3 separate regions of the Mus musculus genome follow, and regions 2 and 3 are each linked to region 1. The links are chromatin contacts, called in public Micro-C and promoter capture Hi-C maps. All regions are on one chromosome and are shown on one strand. Each heading gives the region's core, a stretch centred on a gene start, on an enhancer-like site or on the middle of the called end of the contact. The rest is flanking DNA. Distances are from core to core; before and after follow the strand shown. Region 1 holds the start of Jag2 (jagged 2). Region 2 holds the start of Mta1 (metastasis associated 1). Region 3 holds the start of Tex22 (testis expressed gene 22).

Region 1 (3,042 bases), core at 277-2,776:
TGCAAGTATGGGGGATACTGGTTCACCCTTTCAGGCCTACTGCTTCTGCAGGAGATCCTGGACGGCCATTCACAGTGGTAGGGCAGGCAAACTGGATCAAGGCTTTTCGATGGCCTGGCTCCCTGTGTAGGCTGCCTGGCACTGCCCTGACCCAAGTTCCTTCTACTGTGGCTCTGATTCACCGGTATCAGAACTTCTCCCTCTCTGCGGAAATCCTGGCTGGCAGTGACTTGGACTAGAAAGGGAGACTAGAGTGAGGAGCCTTCGGGAGACTTTTGTAAGGGCAGAGTAGCACATCACCAATCATGGAGGCTAACCACTGGAATTGCAAAGGGCCCTGCTGAGTGGGAGAGAGGCAGCTTGTAGACAAAGAACCCTTGGTGTTGACGTGTGGAAGAGGAAATGATCACCTAGGAACAGGGTCAAGAAATGGTAATGGAGGGTTGGGACACCCAGGCTCTGTGACTTAATACTCCCAGACTGTTGGAAAGTCCTCTTCCGGTAGCTCTCTTGACATGGTCCACTATCCTTTATGCCCGTTTCTTTTCCCCTAAATTTGAACCTCAGGCCGGCACGTTCCTTGAAGATAAGAGAATGTAGCGATGGCCACCACCTCAGTTTGGAATTGGGAACAGCCTGCAGGAAGGAGCATTTGTTGACTGGCTACTCAACCTGTGCGCTTGGAGGAAGGGAGGGCTGAGCGCCGGAGGGGAGTAGCGCCCCCTGTAGCCGGCGTGAAAGTAACAGGAGGCTGCGGAGTTGGGGGGAAATTCCTGGGGGAAGGGGGCGCACCAGGAGTTGGGCTCACTCAAGTCTCAGTGCCCCACCCGCTCTGCGTGGGGGCAAAATCCTGATGTGTGCAGCAGGCAGTATCTCCCTTGGGACCAAGAGCAGCGCGAGAGTGGCTGCGCTCTGATGGGAGGGGACCAAGGCAGTGACCTCAGGGGGCGCCCCACTCACTCCCAGGCTGTTAACCCGGGCGAGAATTCTGGAGCAGAAAAGGCCCCACCTCAGTGAGCCTGGGCGCAGGAGAAGCCACAGCTCGGTGGCCCCGCGCCCCGCCGCCCCGCGCATAGACCGCACCCTCGCCTCCTTTAAAGCTCGGGGTGCCCCCAACACCCCCCACGGCCCCACCCCACCGCGAGGCCCCGCCCCCTCATGCATATGCAGGTGCGCGGGTGACGAATGGGCGAGCGAGCTGTCAGTCTCGTCCCGAACTTGTTGGCTGCGGTGCCGGGAGCGCGGGCGCGCAGAGCCGAGGCCAGGACCCGCCGCCGCCGTCGCCGCCGCCGCCGGGTGGGAGCCGGGCCGGCCGCCGGAGAGCGGCTGCAGTAAGCCGGAGCCGCCGCCTCCCCTGCACGCCCGCCGCGCAGCCCGCGCGCACTGCTCGACCCCGCCCGCGCCGCCTGTGCGGCCGCCGCCGCCTGTGCGCCGCCGGGCTCGGAGGGCGGGCGGGCGTTGGAGGCCGGCGCGGCGGCTATAGCGGGCGCGGGCGGCGGCGGCGGCGGCGGGGCCGCGGGCGGGGTCGAGGCGGCGATGCGGGCACGCGGCTGGGGACGCCTGCCTCGGCGGCTGCTGCTGCTACTGGTTCTGTGCGTGCAGGTGAGCGGGGCGCGCGGTGGCGACGGGCGCGGACGGGGCGCACCGGGCCGGGCCGCTCCTCCGGGCCAGGCGGCGCACAAACGGCCGCGGTCCGGAGCCCTAGGAACGGCGCAAGGGTGGGGGCGGGGCGGAGGCTCGGCGACCCCGGCCCGCGCCTCCCTGCACTCTGCGCTGCCTTATTTTTAGGCGACGCGGCCCATGGGCTATTTCGAGCTGCAGCTGAGCGCGCTGCGGAACGTGAACGGGGAGCTGCTGAGCGGCGCCTGCTGTGACGGCGACGGCCGGACGACGCGCGCGGGGGGCTGCGGCCGCGACGAGTGCGACACGTACGTGCGCGTGTGCCTTAAGGAGTACCAGGCCAAGGTGACGCCCACGGGGCCCTGCAGCTACGGCTACGGCGCCACGCCCGTGCTGGGTGGCAACTCCTTCTACCTGCCGCCGGCGGGCGCTGCGGGGGACCGAGCGCGCGCGCGGTCTCGGACCGGCGGCCACCAGGACCCGGGCCTCGTCGTCATTCCCTTTCAGTTCGCCTGGCCGGTACGTGCGCCCCTCCCCCGCACTCTGCTTCCCTGCGCGCTCGGCGCCCGCCGCGGTCCCTTCAGCACCTGCGGCCGCGCGGGTGCGGGCCGCGCGCGCCCAGACGGGGCGGGGCCGGCAGGGGGCGCCGCGCCGCGGGCGGGCCTGGGGCGCGTGCTCTTGCGGCCAGGTTCGCGCCTGGCCACGTGGGCGCGCGGGGTTCCCAAGGGCCGACAGGCTTGGGGTCGCGGCGGGGCTGGGAGGCCAAGGTCCGCGTGCACGGCGGCCCTCGGAGTGTGCCTACGTCGCCCTGCGCGTGTCAGTGCGTGGGGAGGTGCGAGGCGCCTGCGGCCCGGTAGGCTGTGCAGGCATGTGCGCTGCGCGTGCTGGGGCTGGTCCGGGGCAGGCCCTGGCGGAGCCGTCCGGGCCCGCGGCCAGCCTGCTCCTGCCCTGCAGTTTCCTGGATGCCCGGGGGCACGGACAGGCGCCTGGGACCTGCGCGGGGATGGCCTGATTGTGTGTGTTGGCAGAAGCTGCTAGAGATGGGAAGACCCCTCCTCCGAAAGGGAAGAGACACTAACAAGGCTCCAAGTTGTAACCCTCTGTGGCACTGCTGTTTGCGGATGTTTTATTGTGCTTCTTAGTTTCTGGAATTGGGAAGCACCCTGTCTGCTTAGGGGTGGTCAGGTCAGGCAAGAACCCGAGTCTGGGCATGCTGGGAAGAAGGGTCATGGGGATCCAGCTTTGGGGGAGACAGGTAGCATGCCTGTGGTATAAAGGCCTGGGATCAGGAAGTCTTATGGTGCTTGCTTTTATTCACTTTCTGGACCTGGCTTGTACCGGCACCTGATTGTCTGCAGGTGTGAAGCTAGTTAGGTGCAGATGTGAATATGGACATAGTCTTGAGTGTGAGATTAAAAACAG
Region 2 (3,042 bases), core at 372-2,871, 170 kb before region 1:
GGGGATCCTTGCAAAAATGGTTCACTGGGCAGAATAAGGGGCAACACCTGGAAGGGGGCCCCCTGGGGAGCCAGGAGCTAGCCTCTGCCCTGGAAAGCAGGCCAGTAAGCCTATAGCATCCAGTGACCTGGCCCACTCCCTCTGGGGCTGGCAAGGCTGAATCCTCACAGACCAGCCCCTCCTCATATGACCCCAGGCTGTATGACCTGTGGCAGGTCCTGGCAGAGAGCAAAGGTGTGAGATCAGGGATTCCCTGAGAGGCCCCTGCTGTGGGAGGCCTGCTGTGGGAGGATGAGCCATCCGTGTGGAGATAGCTGCACCCCTGTGCCCCAAGCCACAGAACTGAGCTGGCTGGGTCCCGCTGGTGTGAGATGGAAGGAAATGACCTAGGCACTCAGGGGTCGGGGTCTTCCGTAGGAGTGGTTGATGGGTGTTTCGGGGTGGTCTTGCACTCAAGCACACTCTCACAGCAAAGCCCAAGTTTGCTAGTGGGGGACAGCAGCAGACTCATCCACATTTAGGCTGTGACCAGGAGGGTCTCCAAGTCCAGAGAGAGAGCAGAAGAAGGCTATGGGATAACTATAAGGGTCAGCATGGCCTGGATGTGTGCAAGGCCATTCCGGAGTATCCTGGTCACACACACACATACACAAACTGGGCAAAGGGCTTCTTCCCAGGGCCCAACAACTGGGGGACCAGCCCGGGCAGACAGGCTCTCATGGCCCCAGGTCAGTAGGGACCTCTGGCCTTCCAAAGGCCAGGAAAGTGCCTCCTTGCTAGGCAGGGGTGAGCAGTAAGGCAGAGAAAAGTTTGGGGTGATTCAGACCTGCACTTGGGATGTAGGCCCCCTGCTGTAGCCAACCCTCCCCCCCAGGAATCCCTGCTAAGGAAAGCCCTCGGCTGGGACGGGCTCGTGGCCCCTGCAACAGGACTCACGGTGCCTGCACACCTAGCGGGCCCTGCACGGCCCCCTGAGGAGACCGCTTGCCCCCCAGACCCCGAAACTCCTGCTCGCGGGACCGCAGCCAGAGCTCCAGAGGCACGTGCTCCTGCTCAGGGGCTCCGGCCCGGACCCAGGCCCAGGCCTCCCGCCGCCGGGCCCGCCGGCCCCCGGGATGCCCTGGCCACCCTGGCCACTCGCCGCTACTCCGCCTGCGTCCCGCGGGCCACCCCCGGTCCCCAACAGGTGGGCATAGCCCCCTCCCAGCGCCGCTCGGCGCCCCGCGCGCGCGCGCCCCGGCACCGGCAGCCCAGGGGCCATTTTGGGCCGGGACGAGCACCGGAGACCAGAACCGAGCCTCGCGGGCGGGGCGCGAGCGCGACGGGGGCGGGACGGGGGGGAGGGGCGCGGGCCGCGCGCGAGGGCGGCGTGGGGGAGGCGCGGAGGCCGCGGCGGGGCCGGGAGGCGCGGGCGGTGGGCCCGCGGCGCATAAAGGCCGTGGCGGGGCCTTACCTCCGACCCTGTACATGTTGGCGGCCATGTCCGGGCCGGCGGCGGGGCCGCGGGGCGCGGGGCGCGAGCGCGGGCGGCGGGCCGGGCGCGGGCCGGGGCGGGGGCGGGCGCGGGGGCGCCGGCGGGCGGTTTAAAGGGACCGCGCTGCTCCGCCGCCGCCGCCGCCGCCGCCTCCGAGGCCGCCGAGGCCGCGCAGGGACGGGAGGGCCGCGGCGCGGGCGGGAGAGGAAGAGGAGGAGCGGCCGCGGGCGGCGGGGAGGGGCCTCGGGCGCCGCCGCCCACCGCGCGGGCCGTTACCCGACCCCGCGCCGCGCCGGCCCGCGTGCCCCTGGCCGAGTGGCCCTTCTGAGCCCTTAGCTCGCCTGGTCCTCGGCATCCCCGGATCGCCCTCCCACGACCCCTCCTGCCTGGCTCTCAGCATCCCCGGGTGGCCATCCGGAGCCCCACGCTTTCGTGGCCCTGGCATCCCGAGTGGCCCTCCTGCATCCTCTCCAAAGTGGTCCTCGGCATCCCTGGGTCAGCTGCTCATCCCTTGGAGGTCCTTCGAAGCCACTGCTGGAGTGGCCCTTGGCATCCCCAGGTGGTCCTCCTCGGCAGGCCCACACCCTGCGTCCCTGGGACGCACTCCTGCAACCCGCCTAGAGTGGCTGGCCCTCCACATCATTGATGGCCCTCCTGCGACCCCTCCGGAATGATACTTGGCATCCTCCAGTGGCACTCTCCAGGCCCACGCCCGCCTGGACCTCGGCACCCACTGGGTGGCCCTTCTTTAACCCTCAGTGGTCCTCGACATCCCTGGATGGCCCTCTTACATGGTCTTTCAGCTTACCTGGGAGGCTCTCCACGACCCCTCCCAAATGACTCGGGCATCCTCCAGTGGCACTCTCCAGCACTCTCCAGGCCCATTCCCTCCTGGCCCTCAGCACCCATTGGTGACCCTTTCCCTGCCCTCCCCCCACCCCCGCCAAGCTCCATGCTCACCTAGTCTTCAGCAACCCCAGGTCACCTCCAGAGACCTCTCACATACCTGACAAGGTGAGCCCTCCTAGGACTGGCTCCTTGGGAGTTTCTCACAAGGTTGCCTTGGGTCCTTCTATGTGAGCCCTTCCCTGCACCCCTGTGTAGGGATCCTTTCCAATTCTTGTAGGGGTCCTCAGTGTGTCCCCCATTGTCCAACCTCTTCAGTCACCCAGGAACATCATGACTATCCTTGAACAAGGCGGTCATGCTTGTTCCTGAAGTGCCAGGCCTCCCTCCGTGTACCTCCCTGCTCGCTTGGATTCCCTCCCACAAGCCCAAGCTGAAGCCAAGACCACATAAGCCGTGGGGCATTGCGGTGCTGAGGAAGGTGCCTCTTTGTGGCATCTGTGACTAAGGGCTTGCCTTTGCTTATCTAAGGTCTGTGAAGAGGGAGTTCTTAGACATTACCCCAAGGCCAGAGGACAAAAGGTTGTGTCCCTGATGGGACTCCTGTCCCTGCCACAGTTGGGGCAGTGAAAAGGAGCTGACTGGGAGTTCTGGTTGAGTCTGAGCACGGCGGGTTACTTTGTCGGTGGAAGTCTATGGCCGCCAAGTCGGCGTCCTCTTTG
Region 3 (3,042 bases), core at 275-2,774, 150 kb before region 1:
CAGGGCTTGGAAACTGTGGAGGGAGGAGGCACAGGAACTTGAAATGGGAGTCAATTCCAAATGAAGTCAAGGTGTGGCAGACACTGAAGTGACTTTGTCCCCAACCAGGAGTCTGGTGTCCCTTCAACCATAGAGCTCTGATTCTTCACCATTATGTCACCAATATAAAATCCATACATCTGTGCCTATTCATAAGCAAGCCTCTCCCAAGAGATGACACGTTAGCATCTTTACCATCTAGAATGCCCTGCCTTATGAAAGCGGAAGGGGCTACTGGTCAGCCCTGCAGGACAGTTGTCACCTTTGGAGGGACCTCAAAGCAGGGGTCAGGGACACTGCACGAGCTGATGTGGGTATGTGTGGCACACTCCTTCTGACCTTAGGCGACCTCTCTCTGCCTGGTGTCCACCAGAGGAAGTCTACCTCCGAGCCTAGCCTGAGTAGTTGGAGAAGCAAGCCCTAAAAACTAAATGTTTCCTCCAGTCCCATTCAGTCCTTTCCTCTTGTCCCAGAGGCCCATTCTCGGTGTCCCTTTCCAACCAGTCCACCTAAAAGCCTGGGTTCTCGGAAGACTCTCCTAACTGCTTACCCAGTCTTGGGTCTGCAAGTCGTCCTGAGGCTTGCTCTTGGTGTCTGGCTGGCTGGAGGCCACGGCAAGCCCCTGTGGGGGTGACTGTTGTCTTTGCTCTTGAGCAAGCTGCCACTGTAGCGTCTTCCTCTGGGGGCGCTGTTGCCTGCTGTCCATCTCTAAGTACAGCAGGTTGCAGTTCCCTCGACTAGGGCTGTGGGGCAAGGTGCAGGAAGGGAACTGAGCAGGGTTCCTGCTGCCACGGCAGATCCCTAAAGCAGATGATGGCAGGCCCTGCTGGGGCCGCCTTCTACCTAGTGACTACTCTTGCCGAGTAGCGGGGTCCCTTGTGACTTTCTCTCCCAGGTCTTGTGGCCATTATCCTCCGCACCAGCATCCCCCCAGGGACAGCAGTAGCCTAGAAATAGATGCTAGCCTAGCCTTCTCTGCTCTCACCGAACCACCTGGTCTGCTTTTCCTCGCAGGGGGCGCTCCTTCTGCGGTCCTGACAAGCTCTTCAGTCCTAGGATCCCACCCTCAATAGGCCTCCTCCTGTCTTGGACAACCCTACCACACAAGGCCCAGGCTCAGCGCCAACCTGAGCTCTCATTTCCCACCCTCTCCGTGGGTATGAACTGTGGAAGTCAGTTAAGGGCAGCAGTGAAGGTATGTGGGAGTTGGGTCACCCGCTCCCACGCGGATGCAGAGCTCGCCCAGAGGGCTCTGGGAAGGGCTCTGTAGGCTCCGGGACAGATGAGGGGGGCTTAATGAGCTCCGGTTGACAATGGATCAGCCGGTGAGCCCAGGCTCAGAAGGGTCTGCACAGGGAGTGGAGGGTCGTGTGGCCTGTGAACGCTCATGTGGGTCCAGGTAAACAGAGCTGGCTGGTGAGGCTGACTTAGGACCTTCAGCACCAGCCTGAGAAAGCTGGATCCAAGGACAGAGCTCTAGGGAAGAGGGACGGAGCTTCCGTCCTACAGACCCCGCCCTCCGCGGCCGCTTCCGCCCCCTCCACGCGTGCGCCCCAGCGTTCAAGCCGCATGGCCCCAACACATTCAGAGAAATCACAGCAGTGGGCGGCCTGAGCGCCGTCAGTTTATTAGTGTCGCTTCAGCACCTTGAAATCGTCCACATGGTCGCATGGGACAGATCAGTATCTGCTCCCAAAAAAAGCTATTTACATGAATCCTGCTTTTTATTAAAAAAACAAAAACAAAACTAGCAACATACACACTCTAGAAATCAGTCACAGCGCGCTGGGCAGTCTGCAGAAGCGAACGGAGTCATCCTCACGCAAGGCTGTCAGCTTCTGCTGGCCCCCTTCCAGGACAGAGCAGTCTCTGAAGGGCACAGGGATTTAGGGAGCAAGTACCCTGGCCCTGGGGAGAAGTGCCAGGACGTTTTTATGCGGAATTCATTTGAGATGGAGGCTAGAGGAAGAAGTGAGGCTTGCAGGATAAGGCTAGGGCAAGCCATTGCTTCAGGGCTGAGCCTCCCGCCTCCCCACGCCTCCCCACCCCCACCTCCCAGCACTGGTACCTTTACAGTGATACTGAGCTGCGTACTCAGAGGGTGGTGGCAGGAACCAACTTGAAGGTAGAGGCAGGGCCCCCAACTGACAGCAATGAGCAATGGCAACTGGTGTTGCTTGACAGGGACCTCTAAGACTGGCAGGCTCTGAGGGTGATGCCTCAGAGCTTCGGATGCAAACACACTCTGCGGTTCGTACCACTGCACTGCCTGTCAGGGGGGCTTTGGTGTCATCCTTCAAAGGGACAAAGTGCTTCTCCATGACTTCTCATTACAGCTCCATGAGGTAGGCAAGGAAAATGGACCATCTCTCTAACCACTGGGGGAGTGAGGCACAGGGAGGAAGGACTGCTGTCTAGGTCTGCACCTAGCACTGCCATGGTGGGGGTTGGGGGGAAGGTGTATGGTGCTCAGGTGCTAGGCTTTCCTGACTCCACCCTGGGCCAGCTGTGGGACAAAGACGCTGCCTACACCTTCCTCTTGTGTGTGTAAAGTCAGACCCCTGGAACCAGTCAAGGAAGGAGCACGTATGTACAGGGGAAGGTTCTGGAAAAGGGCTGCCCTCAGGCAAGAGCTTGAACCCCTGTGGCCTCAAGGCTAGAAATCTAGGTCAAATGTTTCATATGAAGGTTGACTTTTGGGAAAAAACACAAGGGGCAGGTAAACTAGGCTCTTAGGCTCCAAGGATTACAGTGGCCTGACTCAGCACAAGATCTTTTCAGAGAATACCTCACCAGGAGTTCCACTAAGAAGCCCTGGACCCAGGGACCTGGGGACCTATTATCCAGGACAAATAGACCCTGTTCAGCAAGTCAATAAGGGAGGTAAGTAAATAAAAACCTGCCATCTTTCACCCCAGGAAGGGCGAGCAGTCCTCAAACTCAGCCTGTCCTGCTCTCGACAATTTTCTCAACATACTCTTAGGAAGGTCTCAAGGTCGAGAC

What was found. Hi-C and Micro-C count contacts between places; a contact is called where the count stands out from the background. Capture Hi-C pulls out chosen DNA fragments and counts their contacts.
Region 2: a contact with region 1 is called in a Micro-C map of embryonic stem cells, with 2.4 times the contacts expected there. The contact joins the promoter of Mta1 here to the promoter of Jag2 in region 1. A contact is called at or near these places in 7 of 39 promoter capture datasets (the 3T3-L1 cell line, the C10 cell line, the HPC-7 cell line and 3 more), 4 of 484 Hi-C or Micro-C datasets (bone marrow-derived macrophages and embryonic stem cells), 2 of 115 datasets of contacts at active chromatin or transcription factors (double positive thymocytes and pancreatic cancer cells) and 4 of 9 other capture datasets (adipose tissue, liver, macrophages and 1 more).
Region 3: a contact with region 1 is called in a promoter capture Hi-C map of liver. The contact joins the promoter of Tex22 here to the promoter of Jag2 in region 1. A contact is called at or near these places in 2 of 39 promoter capture datasets (cranial neural crest and neural stem cells), 3 of 484 Hi-C or Micro-C datasets (CD8 T cells, bone marrow-derived macrophages and liver), 2 of 115 datasets of contacts at active chromatin or transcription factors (embryonic stem cells and pancreatic cancer cells) and 4 of 9 other capture datasets (adipose tissue, embryonic stem cells, liver and 1 more).

What each region holds. Positions count from the first base shown.
Region 1 is chr12:112,927,979-112,931,020 of GRCm38.p6, reverse strand. Jag2 (jagged 2) reads left to right here and starts at 1,526. Exons shown (of 26, transcript NM_010588.2): 1 at 1,526-1,602; 2 at 1,789-2,139. The coding sequence starts at 1,537.
Region 2 is chr12:113,096,857-113,099,898 of GRCm38.p6, reverse strand. It overlaps Mta1 (metastasis associated 1), which reads right to left and starts at 1,621. Exons shown (of 21, transcript NM_001364622.1): 1 at 1,454-1,621. The coding sequence starts at 1,481.
Region 3 is chr12:113,072,984-113,076,025 of GRCm38.p6, reverse strand. Tex22 (testis expressed gene 22) reads right to left here and starts at 1,524. Exons shown (of 3, transcript NM_001361919.1): 1 at 1,167-1,524; 2 at 590-782. The coding sequence starts at 745. It overlaps Pacs2 (phosphofurin acidic cluster sorting protein 2), which reads right to left. Exons shown (of 24, transcript NM_001081170.1): 24 at 1,625-3,042.